3 separate regions of the Zea mays genome follow, and regions 1 and 3 are each linked to region 2. A link is a contact called in public Hi-C data. All regions are on one chromosome and are shown on one strand. Each heading gives the region's core, a stretch centred on a gene start, on an enhancer-like site or on the middle of the called end of the contact. The rest is flanking DNA. Distances are from core to core; before and after follow the strand shown. Region 1 has its middle 41 kb from the start of LOC100279585. Region 2 holds the start of LOC542333 (cytosolic glyceroldehyde-3-phosphate dehydrogenase GAPC3). Region 3 has its middle 130 kb from the start of LOC542333.

Region 1 (4,361 bases), core at 1,810-4,309, 200 kb after region 2:
TGAGCCATTGTAATTGTATCGAGTGGGGCGTGAGTCTTGCGAGACCGTGACAACCGAGTTTGTGTCATGGCCGCTACCGTGTACCGGAGAGAACGAGGCCCGCGGCGTTTCGGTCGGAAGCTCGATAGTGGAGACGGCGTGGAGCGTCCGAGAGGAGCCGGAAGCGGAGCACCACTTGCGCGTGGAGAAGGCCCATGACTCTCTACGGAGTTACTCGTCCATGGTGCTTGGCCCTCGCGTGGGCTTCCCTTTGCGTAGGGGCACCAATGAGGATTTGTCGGGACCTTGTGTGGTTCCTTATACCTTGGTAAAAATATCGGCGTCATCCACGAGAGTTTGTATCTCTACCTTGCTCTTTAGCTTTCGTATTTTATATTAAGAATTTAAGTTTCAATCTTGTATTTATACTTAGATTGTTTAGGATTAAAATTTAGCCATTATGGTAGAGATAGCAACACTTAGACAAAACTTAGTTTGCATATTCTAGATTGGTTATTTGCATAAATTTTGCTCTAGGGATTTATTTGTTGCTTTGTTTAGAGAAAGTTTTAGAAGTCCTAATTCACCCCCCTCTTAGGCGTCACCTGTTTCCTTCAGGGCGGACGTGCGCCGGATGGCCTAAGCAGATGTGAAATAGGCCACCGAGTGGTGGCAACCGGTATGAAGCATGACTAGCCGTTCTTCAGCGTCGCGTCAAGGACAAGGTGACCGCGAACGAGGGCCGGGGGCACGGGGCTATGTAGCTGAGCAATTGGTGGAGGCGCGGCGTGCCGGCGTCAGCTACTCGCTTGATGGCAGCGTTCGTCAGATGGGGAGGACAAGAGCAGAGACAGGGAGCGACAGACGTTACATTGGGCTAGCGATTAGGATTTTTTTCACTGTTGGTCTCTTCTTGGTTTGGGCCTTGGTATTGCCTAAGCAATGCTCAACGATATTGGGCTCTCCGCCCCTGGCGGCCACTTACATCAAGAACCTCACGATGCGGATAGGCTGGTTAGTGGATCATGTTGTCGTCAAGACCATTGTTTTTAGATCATCTAACTAATCACGATTAGTTGGGTTGATCAATACTCTTAGCTCGATCAAGCCATTCAGTTCGATCAGGTAAGTTGATCGTCCGTATCGTTCGATTAGTTGACGATATGGAACGATTAATCGGCTGGTTAGCGATCAGTCGTGATAATTACTTAGGGTAGTCCAACAATATGTTCTCTAAAGACGTGCTTAGCTGGCCCATATTTAATATAGGTAGCCGCCCTCCAGATCCTCCGTTTCTTCTTCCTTGCGGACCTGTACCCTAGAGGCTAGGACGACTGTTCTTCTTCTAGGATTGGCGGCTCCCTTCTCTCTCCCTTCTTCACCCTTCTCTCTCCCTCTGATTCCCTTCTCTCTACACTGGCAGCTCGGACACACAGGGACTAGAGATGAGCACCATGTCTCAAGGTATATGTCTCCCAATCTTTTCTCATTTTGTTGTTCAGTTCATACTTCGGAGTTCAATCTACACTTTACACTCTACCCGACCGGACCAAGGATACCTCATGGAAACCCACATCAAACAAAAACGCATGTGTACAATTGTGTTCCAACGTCCGACCCAATAACCTCCCGCCTTCTCTAATCCCGAAAAAACCTGAAAAAGCACCATCTTCGCTTTATGGTGCCGCCATTAAATGCCACCACTAAACGCCACAGAGTCACCGCCCCTACCATCATTGTGATCTCGTTTGTTTGTAACATCTATCCCACATAGGGATGACAACGGATCGAATATTGCAAATATCGGCCCGCAACCATATCCGTAGGCCGTAGCTGCAACAATGGTGTAACCATGGTTTATTAATTAAATCAAATAAATACTAGTCCAAATTATATGCATCATGATGATATGGTGCATCAGGGCTGTTTGGTGGCGTTGGGAGTGTCGGCCTTGGTGTCATCGGGTTCGTCATAGCATTCCTTGGTTGTGACCATGGTGTAACTACGTTATATATATGTGGTCTTTTTTTGTCGTTTGAGTTAGTTAATGCAAGAAATGGATTAATGAAGGTGCAAATAAACATGTAATATATGAAGCAATGGACGTACGTTACGATGATTACTCCATCTTTTCATCTTCCTAGAACTTCTATCATGAGTTTCTTTTTCTTGAGCCACACAAGTGAGAGACTAATACAACACCACAATTACTCCTCACTACTTAGTCGAGTTCCAGATTGGTCAATTGGTTAACCGTTTTTTTTTCTGTTTTTCGGTTTTTTAAGTTCGGTTTTTAAAATATGTTAACCGAAATTCTATTTGGAAAAAGAAAAATCGATACTTCGGTTAACAGTAAACTTCGGTTCGGTTTTTGGTTTTAACCGAACTGTGCAGAACACAATACAACAGCAAAATTGCAATTAACATAGAGCATCAACATCAGATTCATTGTATAGAACAAGTAATATTTTGCAACACCGAAACAATATTTTGCGACGGCTTGATTCAACAGGCTAGTGCTTAGCGATGGCTTCCGGCTGCTGCTTGGTGGCTGGCGAGTGGCGAAGGCTTGTTGCTGCTGCTGCGGTGCTGCCTGTGATGAGGCCACGACGGCAGGGCGATGAAGGCTGCACGTGCATAGAGTGCTTCATTCTAGTATTTAAAAATCGAGTCGTTCTATTCCGTGTTTGACAAAAAAAAAAAAAACAGAGTCGTTCTATTTTTTGTTTGGTTGAAGAGTAAAATAGAGAAAAACTGTTCCATTATTTGTTTAGTTCGAGAGCCATATGAGTGTAGAGGGGAGGAGAGGAAGCAGAGCGCTCGCATACGATCGTTTTTATGGAGCGGGAGCGTTCCAACTACTTATAGTAAATTTTCATATGGAGATACAGAAGCCGCTCCACTCTTGTTTTCTTGGAAACCAAATATCTAGAAAATTGGAATGGAGTCATTCTATTTTTCCTCACTCCTAAACCAAACACACCCTAATTGGCTTGGTCAATGAGGCATTGAGTGCTGGACTGCTGGTACTGGTAGCATACAACAGATTGGCTTAGTCCGTTAGTCGTTGGCCCAACGTGGCCAGCCCATGGGCAGAATGGTGCCATGCGGGGTTGCACACTTGGGCCAAAAAGAACCTGAGTTAGTGGAGTGGTGGGCCAATTTTTTTGGTTTAAACCGAACAAAAACCGAAAATCAGAATTTAGTTCGGTTCCTGGAAAATGGTAACCGAAAAATAATTCGGTTTGGCGAGTTTCAATTTATATGGTTTCGGCTCTGTTTTTCGGTTTTGATGTTCGATTTTCGTTTTTTATATTAGGCCTAATCGAGTTGTACCAAAGTTTTCTTATTCCAATCCTCGCATACACAGTGTTACAAGGGCATACCTTCGGAACTATTGTCTCCATCTACGACACTTGCTGAGTTGTGTGGGTGATCGAGTTTTTTAGTGTCGTCGTGATTGCTCATTGGTTAGATCAGAACATCGTCTTCTTTCTTTTTTTATGTCTGCACCAAGGACGACATTATAAACATATCCTTAGTGTGGTTCACAATTTTGAGTAACATATGTTGTCGACTCGTGCGAATGGATCTGTTAGCGCCGATCACTGGGGGTGTACCGCCTGGCGGTGCCCTCTGCGACGGCGCGGACGGTCCGCGACCTGGGGGCAGGAGCGACGCTTTTCCTGTACGATTCCGGACGGTCCACGCCTGAAGCCTGACGGTCTGCGATGGCGCTGGGTCGTCTTCCTCCTCGCAGCGCCCTGGATCTGTTATACCCGGTTTTAGAAGGCAAATCGAATACGAACCATGTACGTGCCAGAATCAGAAACTCACGTACATATTGATTACATAATTGGACATCATCACACATTTCTCAAAATAAATAACAGAAATAGTACTTTATTACATCAAGATGTCCAAGACCTCCACAGAGTCATTAACATAACATTATCATTAATATTTCAAAGTGCGGAATACGAAACATAGAGATATGGCCTTCATAGGCAGCTGGCTGAGGGTTTGTGAAGCGTCCCCAATCCTCTGGGACTCAAATGTAATACAATTACTAGTCCTAGGAGGCTAGTAAACACATTTATACAACAGATGATTCCAGATCTGCTTAAACGAGACAAACCTATAAAGGTGGCGATCAACTTTAAGAGTTGGTCCACAACTCGGGACATATCATCAGAGTGGGGCTGAAGCAGCCCGATATACGCAACGAAGCAAATCAGCGGTCCAACAGCCACAGGCAAGGTTGGGAACAGTCGTAACTCTTACTCGATCTCCTTTTTCTGAAAAACAACAAATAAGCAAGGGTGAGTACAAACGTACTCAGCAGCCCACCTTCACCCGCGGAATGGGGAAATCAGATATAA
Region 2 (4,685 bases), core at 150-2,649:
TTCCGGTGTTCCAAAATGTTGTGCTGTGTTCTACGAGGTCAGGTATGTTTAGTTAAAAGCCCCGAGCGAGCGGGGGAGAGTGGGGTTTCGAGGGAGGAGGAGGGAGAGTGAGATGTGTAGGAAGGAGACACGGAAAGGATACGAGGAGAGGAGAACCGTCAACTGGAAGCATCTACACACAGGAGCACGGGAGAGGATGGGAACCAATGATCCATGATCAAATGGCCATGAAAATTAGGCCGACGTGGACACATATGGTAGCAGATTTCCTTTCTGTTTTCATAATAAGGAAAACTAAAAATGGAACCAAAGTTTTCGATTAACCAAAGTGTCGGTTTCCTCTTTTACAAGCAGCTTTTCGTATATCCTTTTTTTAACCCAAACTTAAAAAACGAACAAAAAATGTTCGATCGATTTCCTAAGGCATGTTTGGTTCAACCTTTTCTGACTAGCTTTTCTGTGAATCTGACTATGGAGAGATTCTGAGTGTGAGAAGAATCTGAGTATCGTGGGGATTACTTGCTAAGGAAGATGAAGTGGTGCAAAGAGTTCAAGATATAGAAAGCAATGGATTTCTACTATCGTGACGAGTCGATCGATTCTATGTTTATGTTGCCTCTGGACGGTTTTTATCAAAACGATTCTTATAGAAATGAGCTAAAAAGCTAGGCCGTTTGAAAGTCCGTAACAATTTTTGGTGGTCAAAAGCTAAAAAAGTCTAAACAAAAAAGCCTAAACAAACCGTGCCCAGTCCTACGGTTAACCACAACCTTCTAGAGAAGGGGGCATGCCATGGGGAAAGGGTGCACACATGGAGGCCATTAAAGAAGAAAACGTGTGAGAAAGGAGAAAAAAAAAGAAATAAGATGGTTCATGGGAATATGGGATGACGTGTGCAATATAGTGGCAGCGATAGATAATTTGTTTTTCAGCTCTACGCCTCTACCAAATTTTAGTTGGTGCGTCACCTTTAAAAAGCTCTAATATATTCGTTTTTTAATTGGTGTAATTTTTTTTTGCAAAGAGGCAGTTTTAGGCGCGCAGACAGCTTTATTAAATTGTAAATCACGCATGCAAAAGAGATTATCTGTGGAGGAATACTGACGATCTGGATTGGCACCCCCTTTCCCCTCCCCCCACAAGGTCCACAGAATCTTTTTTCATCCGACGGCCGCCGAAAACCAGCTCGGCCAATGGTTTCTTCTTCTTCACCAAGAAAAGAAGGGCAGACCCACCACCGCATCACATGACTTCTCTCCCCACTCCCGGCCAGTCCGAACCCAGCAACGGTCCAGGTTTCCAAGGTCCAACGTTCCGACCCACGGGAAGCTTCTAGAAACCATTAGACGCACCGGTCGCGTTCCTCCTCATGGCCCCCACTTGTCATCCGTCCATCCTCACGTCTCTGCCCCACCATTTTACCGGTAGCCAACAAAACTAGGTTCCGTGGCGTCGGGTGGGACCAGCAAGCAGCCGCCGCAGCCGGCCCCCAGGCGCCTCTATATACGGCACTCCGACTCCGATACATTGGCGACATCACAGATCACACACACTCGAGAACTCCATTTCGATCTCATTTGAAATCAACCCATCCTCGTTTCCTCCGTCTAGCAGCCTCTCACCCTCATGGGTAATGCCGTCACTCCTGCAATCTGGTTGTGTTTTTCGGATTTTTTTTATCGCTGGTGGTGACATTTCCGCTGATTTTCTTTTGTTTGTTTGGTTGCTTGTGTTTGTGCTCTGGTATACGCAGCCAAGATCAAGATCGGGATCAATGGTGAGTTCGCATCCTCGGATCCCAGTTACGATGTATTTGAGTCACACCGTTCGTGTCGGTTTTGACCGTTCTATTTTGTTGGTGCAGGGTTTGGCAGGATCGGAAGGCTGGTGGCCAGGGTGGCCCTGCAGAGCGACGACGTCGAGCTCGTCGCCGTGAACGACCCCTTCATCAGCACCGATTACATGGTATAGCCCCTTGTATCGCTTATCGCTTGATCTGGTACTTAGGGAGTGTGCTGTAACATGGTAATATGCCCCCTCGTATCGCTAATCCCTTGATCTGCTAATTAAGGTAGTGATTGGCTGAACGTGCTTGTTCAATGGTAGCAGATCTGTATTTTGTCCTTGTTCAATGTGGAACAGCTGCATTATATGAGAATATTAGTAAACGGGGATGCGTAGATCTGACGTGGATGCCATTTTTTATATGGATTGGTGTTACCCATTCTGTCATAAAACACATGATTGTAATTTACTGATCTATCGTAGAAACTCTTTAGTGGTTATATTTAGGTTGTTGATCTGTGGATGCACGTGTATCTGTGCCTTGCTCTGACTGTCATGTGCTTTGGATTATTATATAGGCAATCTGTTTTTTTCTTGGGAATCCTATGCTAAGGTTAATTCAAATCTTATGATCTGGATTACATTCTATTTTATTGTTGTTGATCTAAATAGTGTTTGAAGTATCCAAATCTGTATTCTCTACAGAATTTAATTCTCTGGTTAATCTCTTCTTGCATTTGGCAAATTGATTAGTTAAATTACACCAATTAGGTCTCCTGTAACTTGGTTACGCCAACTGGGTCTTCTCTTATATGACTGAATTTGACTTTGCTATTGCAGACCTACATGTTCAAGTATGACACTGTGCACGGACAGTGGAAGCACCATGAGGTCAAGGTGAAGGACTCCAAGACCCTTCTCTTTGGTGAGAAGGAGGTTGCTGTGTTTGGCTGCAGGTTTGTTACTATTCCTTTTATAGTTTGTTTCATACCCAATTAAACCATCGTGTGGTGACTAATGCGTAATAATGACCTGGTTTGCAGGAACCCTGAGGAGATCCCATGGGGTTCGGTTGGCGCTGAATATGTTGTTGAGTCTACTGGTGTTTTCACTGACCAGGAGAAGGCTGCAGCTCACTTGAAGGTATAATTTTGTTTTATTCCAGGGTATATACCTTATTAGTTCCAGCATTGGAAGCATCTAACGATTTTCCTGTTGCTTTTACAGGGTGGTGCCAAGAAGGTTGTCATTTCTGCTCCTAGCAAGGATGCCCCCATGTTCGTTGTTGGTGTCAACGAGAAGGAGTACAAGTCTGACATCAACATTGTCTCTAATGCTAGCTGCACAACCAACTGCCTTGCTCCGCTTGCTAAGGTGCTTATGTTGCTTTACTGCTGACATAAATTGCTCTTAGGCATTCTATATTATCTAAAACTGGTTACTTTTTTTTTTGCTGCAGGTCATCAATGACAAGTTCGGTATTGTTGAGGGTCTGATGACCACTGTTCATGCCATCACTGGTATGCTTTGCGAAATTGGTTGAATGGAAACTTTGTCTAGCAATCTGTTTGTGATCTTCAGTGTAGTAAATGTGGATCCTTGCAGCTACCCAGAAGACTGTTGATGGGCCCTCATCTAAGGACTGGAGGGGTGGAAGGGCTGCTAGTTTCAACATCATTCCCAGCAGCACTGGAGCTGCTAAGGTTAGAAACTGAAACAGTGTGAAATAGTGTATAGCCACAACTCTTCTGTGAAGTGAAACAAGTCACCTCCATTTTTGTTCAAACCACTTTTTATTTGTATTAGTTTGTAACAGCTATACTTGATTTCCTGCAGGCTGTTGGCAAAGTGCTTCCTGTCCTCAATGGAAAATTGACTGGAATGTCTTTCCGTGTCCCAACTGTCGATGTTTCTGTTGTTGATCTGACTGTTAGGCTTGAGAAGTCTGCCACCTATGATGAGATCAAGGCTGCGGTCAAGTGAGTTAGCTCTCCGGCCAGGGCAAATTTCAAATGAGTGTTGAATTGTTTTAGATGGTCATAGTCACTGATTCTTGCAAACATCTCCTCTACAGGGCCGAGGCAGAGGGTAGCCTCAAGGGCATTCTGGGTTATGTCGAGGAGGACCTTGTTTCCACCGATTTCCAGGGTGACAGCAGGTGTGTGCTTATATATATATATATATATATATATATATATATATATATATATATATATATATATATATATATATATATATATATATATATATATATATATATATATATATATATATATACATTCCCTACTACTAATATCTAATCGCTCAGTAGTTAATCGCCGGGGACCTCAGGTTACTGACAATGTTTTTTTCGTGGTTGTCTCTTTCAATCACAGGTCTAGCATCTTTGATGCGAAGGCTGGCATTGCCTTGAACGGCAACTTTGTGAAGCTTGTGTCCTGGTACGACAACGAGTGGGGATACAGGTTAGTAGTTGCCTCTACAGATCATCTGACTTTGAACTAGGGCTTGTGTGCACTTCAATTTCTAAATCCTGGTTTATTTTCCGTTTCTTTTCAGCACCCGAGTGGTCGACCTGATCCGCCACATGAACAGCACCAAGTAAATGAACAAACTGATGAAAGCATGCAAAGAGTGATGAAAGCATGCAAAGAGAGTTGTGTTTCTTCCCCGGAAGTGCTTCCGAGAATAAATTTTTCTTATCTGATTGTCTAAAACCTATAATTGGTGTAATGGTATCGTAGTGGTTGGTTGAGCATTGAGTGACTCATATTTTGTCAGGTCTATGTGTTATCGTTAAACTTTTAACGGTCATTCTATTTCAAAAGTTTTGCATTTTGCAATCTTTGACGCTCCATTTCACTTCATAGTTCCACGTCATTTCTTCCTTCATTTGGCTA
Region 3 (4,576 bases), core at 158-2,657, 130 kb before region 2:
TAACCACTAATCAAACTTAGACTACTATAGTAGCTCTACAATTTTGTTATAGTAACCCATGGTAAAATCCCCATAGATTAAGAGATACAGGGACCCAAAGTCAACATAATCTCACTGTTTTTAGAGTTAAGCCATATGGGTGCCTTTGAGACTTTTTGCAATTTACTCCAATTTGTTCCACAAAACTTGAAAATCTCCAAATGGAAAAGTTGCTTAATTTTTGTTACTCTACCACTTTGATATATGCACTTTGGTCCAAAAGTGTATAGAAATTGATCTCATCTCATACAACAATAATTAGGGTTTCTAGAGTCCTTATTAGGGTTTAAGTGTTCTAGGGTTTAAGTGGCACTCAAACTCTCTAAGTTTAGTCTCTTTTGAACATCTCCACTAACTTTTGAGATCATACTCAATTTGTTATCTCAGACACCCACATACTTCTAATCCTTGGGTAACTACCCTATCCTAGGGTGAAAGATCAAGTCAAGTCATCACACCACAAGGTTGTTTTGAGATTTTAGCCTAGTGGATGCACTCTAGGTGTAGCATACATAATGAAATGTCAATGCATATGATGACATGCCCAAGTTTTAGTTCTTGGAACACCAGGGGTGTTACAGTAGCAATACAAACAAACATGGTATAGGCAAAATTAACATGACACCAAACATAAGCACAAACTGTATAGTAATATTCTATGCGTCGTAACGAGATCGTCTGTTCGAGAATCACTAAAATCGGAGTTACGGTTAAAAAGGTACAATTTTCTAAGGAGTTATGTGTTTAAATAACAAAACTATGTTTTAGGTTGACTATAATTCATGTGATAAAGATATTACAAAGAAATAACTTTACCGAACCTTATTCTAAGTTATAAATTAGTTAGAAATTATATCTTCGTCATATTATAACCATATACCAGATTAAAAGATTGCTTCGTCCATTGTATTTATAGAAGCTAATTGAGTACTTTATTAATTTTGAAAACATGGTACATGACTAAACAATGTTACTAGTGTGGGAAATTTTGTTACGAAGCCAACAAATATTGAACGGCTTAAATTAGAGCTAAGACACAAAAGTTATGAATTTTATAAGTTCTTTATACATTTTATATTAACTTTTATACTAGAAATGATTATCATATGTATTTTTCCATAGTTCTCGGATTTCTTTAATCACTAAATAGGAAAAGGACGGCGGGTTAAATTACTAAAAAGTCTAGGGTCTGGTTTGTAAGAACTTGGACTACTTTGTAATGATCCTCGTATATGGGCGGACTGTGGAAAAATAATAAAAACCACAGGGTCTCTTTCGCATAATTGCGTCAATGAAGGGGTACACTCTATTCGAGGTCGTTAGATCAATTTCGGATGGCCTAGATTAAATCAAGGCAAGACCCGAACCGGTATGCGCTGAACACCATTGATGCCGAGATCAGCGGCCAAGATAAGATCTCATCCCCTGGTGAACCGGTATGCTATGACTGCCCTCCGATCTTGATTCGGTGTCCAGGATCTAATGCCCAAATAGGTAAACAAGACTTCTAATCCTGGCCATCTACCAAGGATCCCACGGTGTGGCAATCATCCATCGACCGACCGCCCCAAGCGGCAGCATAGACGCCCTGGCACCATGGCCGGAGCACGACCTATCCTCGCTCCCGAGTCCAAATCTTGAGCCTAGCTGGTGGTATAGGGAGAGAATGGTAAGTCTAACGATGTGGTGGATTCCTCACCTCAGGTCCGGGCGAAGATGATCCGGTCAACGCGACACAGCGGCTCCATGATGCATGGTGGCCCGACGGCGATGCCCAAGCACCGGTGTGGAATCCCTGGGCCTAGCTGCTCCCAAGGCGTCAATCCAGCCACGGTGTCGAAGCCCGGCCATGCCCCAATCTGCGGGGACACTACGAGGATCGCTACACCCCACTATGCTTGCTCTCTCGTGGCTCAGCTCAAGTCTAACGATGGTGACGACATGAACTCAGCGGCGACACCCTTCTCTCCCCCTCTCTCTTTCTTATGTTGGATTCGAAGGTCTGCGGATGGCAAAGAGGTCATTGGACATGGGTTTATACTCGCTGCCTAAGGAGTGGGAGGGGTCCGCATCGCCTAGGGTGGCCGAGATCCACGGCGGAAGCGACCATGCGCAGCCTTCGGTGGGTTGTTACAGGCTCAACAATCAACAGAAGAAGGGGATGATAAAGCTGTGATCAGGAGCCCACCTGGCGGTGAGATGGAACACCCAGGCACGAGCGCCATAGCGACTGACAACGCGTGCCCCGATTGTTAGTGAGTCCGAGCACGAGCTCGGCTGGTTGGGCCACGCAGACCACGAAAATGGGCCGCGAGGGGGATTTCGGCCCAAGTGAGAGGTGTGCATATTTTCTCTTTTTCCTTTTTCTGTTTTCTTTTCTCTTTAGAGTTTCATATTCCAAATTTTGAATTCAAATCAGAGTTTCAAATTCTGATCTAAATGCAGCAACCAAAATCTTGACATGCGTGCAATATATACTTATTATTTTTATATTTCATATTAACTATTGTATTTCAAATGATACGAATGTGTTGCACACACACAAAGAACTTTAAATTTTCAAGAGTTATATTGTTTGTCCAATTAAAATATTATTCAAAACTTAATGTTTTATGATTATTTATTTCGTTTGCTCTTTATGGAAAGATAATTCAATTTAAGTCTTATGAAGAATACTTCTGAACCTGTACTTAATTGAAACTATTAATTTATATGAGGATCCTTCATTTAAATATCTTGTTTTAAACCATAATTTTTTAAACCTTAGGATAAAGTTTTCTAAATTATCCAAAATATGATTAAAGTTGTTACAGGGACGAGGTGACCAAAATCACCAAACGCGAAACGATCGAGGGAGAACTTGATCGATCCGTCCTCAACAAAGGAGAAAAGCCACAAGCAATGTACAGCCGGCTCAAGACGATGGTGAACCAAGTCCGCAATCTTGGGAGCACCAATTGGGATGACCATGAAATGGTCAAGGTTATTTTAAGATCACTTGTCTTTCGTAATCCCACTCAAGTACAACTAATCCGTGTAGATCCTAGATATAAACAGATGGCTCTCGAGGAGGTAATCAGCAAGTTTGTGAGCTTTCAACTTATGATCAAAGACTCCAAACATATTGTCAACTTGGAGCAAGGCGCCACCTCCACACCCGAGGTGCAACCCGTTGCATTCAAATCAATGAAAGAAAAGAAGGAAGAGTCTACACCATCAAGTAGACTCCCAATCAACGCCTCCAAGCTCGACAACAAGGAGATTACTCTTATCATCTAGAGCTTCTGGCAAATCGTCAAACAAAGGAAGGGGAAGGACTACAAACCCCGCTCCAAGAGGGTTTGCTACAGGTGTGGTAAGTCCAGTCATTTTATTGCTAAATGTCCATATACAAGTGATAGTGACAGGGACGACGACAAGAAAGGGAAGAAGAAGATGGAAAAGAAAAGATACTATAACAAGAAGAATGGTGGTGCGGCGCACATGGGGCGGGAATGGGACTCCGACAAGAGCTCCACCGACTCCTCCGATGAGGACACTGCCAACATCACCGTCAACAAAGGCCTTCTCTTCCACAACGTTGGCCACAAATGCCTCATGGCTAAGAATAGCAAAAATAAGAAGGTACATTATAGAGATACCCCAAATACACTACTTCCGATAATGAGGGTAGCTCTAGTGATAATGATGATGATTTGACTTCTCTTTTTGCAAACCTTACCAAAGATCAAAGAAGAAAATTAATGAATTGATATAAACCATTAACGAGAAGGATAATATCTTCGAATGCCAAGAGGACCTGCTCGTTAAGGAAAATAAGAAATTTGTCAAGCTAAAAGATGCTTATGCTCTTGAAGTTGAAAAATGCCAAAACTTGACTAAAGAGCTAGATGTATGCAATGATTCAATTTCTTGTCTTAGAACTGAAAATGCTAGTTTAATTGTTAGGATAGTAGAATTAAATGCTTGCAATGTTTCTACATCTACTGTTGAGCATGTCACTATTTGCAGTAGATGTAGAGATGTTAATGTTGATGCTATGAATGATCACCTTGCTATTATTAAAGAACAAAATGATCACATAGCTAAATTAAATGTTAAAATTGCCGAGCATGAACTAGAGAATGAAAATTGAAATTCGCTTATAGTATGCTTTATAATGGGAGATGCCCTGACATTAAGGATGACATTAGTTTCCAACAAGGAAGGCAAAGCAACATCAAACTTGAATGCCCCTAAGAACAAGTTTTCTAACTTTGTTAAGGGCAAGGCTCCCATGATTCAGGATAGGGAAGGTTACATTTTATATCCTGAGAATTATCCCGAGCACAAAATTAGAAGAATTCATGCTAGGAAATCTCATTCTGTTTCTCATCATGCTTATATGTACAGTAATGAGGCTTCTAGCTCTAGACATACAACTCATATCAAAATGCCTAAGAAAAATATTGTTAATGCATCAAATGAACATAGCATTTCATTTAATACTTTTGATGCATCCTTTGTGCTTACTAACAAATCAGGCAAGGTAGTTGCC

The links. A called contact is a pair of places that touch in the nucleus more often than the background predicts.
Region 1: a Hi-C map of leaf shows a contact between it and region 2, with 5 times the contacts expected there. The contact joins the enhancer-like site here to the promoter of LOC542333 in region 2. A contact is called at or near these places in 2 of 25 Hi-C or Micro-C datasets (ear and leaf).
Region 3: a contact with region 2 is called in a Hi-C map of bundle sheath, with 2.5 times the contacts expected there. The contact joins the enhancer-like site here to the promoter of LOC542333 in region 2. A contact is called at or near these places in 5 of 25 Hi-C or Micro-C datasets (bundle sheath, ear, endosperm and 2 more).

What each region holds. Positions count from the first base shown.
Region 1 is chr4:138,297,727-138,302,087 of Zm-B73-REFERENCE-NAM-5.0, forward strand. No RefSeq gene overlaps it. Among protein-coding and RNA genes, the nearest start is that of LOC100279585, 41 kb to the left of the region's middle. Within about 2 kb of position 3,060, at least 13 of the 20 cell types and tissues checked have an H3K27ac peak or open chromatin away from gene starts, as enhancers often do. A contact at or near this core is called in ear and leaf, where this site is marked.
Region 2 is chr4:138,101,275-138,105,959 of Zm-B73-REFERENCE-NAM-5.0, forward strand. It overlaps LOC542333 (cytosolic glyceroldehyde-3-phosphate dehydrogenase GAPC3), which reads left to right and starts at 1,400. Exons shown (of 12, transcript NM_001111915.2): 1 at 1,400-1,630; 2 at 1,754-1,777; 3 at 1,865-1,965; 4 at 2,626-2,741; 5 at 2,829-2,928; 6 at 3,013-3,159; 7 at 3,245-3,305; 8 at 3,391-3,488; 9 at 3,622-3,764; 10 at 3,860-3,943; 11 at 4,161-4,250; 12 at 4,345-4,630. The coding sequence starts at 1,627. The coding sequence ends at 4,390.
Region 3 is chr4:137,969,909-137,974,484 of Zm-B73-REFERENCE-NAM-5.0, forward strand. No RefSeq gene overlaps it. Among protein-coding and RNA genes, the nearest start is that of LOC542333, 130 kb to the right of the region's middle. Within about 2 kb of position 1,408, at least 18 of the 20 cell types and tissues checked have an H3K27ac peak or open chromatin away from gene starts, as enhancers often do. A contact at or near this core is called in bundle sheath, ear, leaf and 1 more, where this site is marked.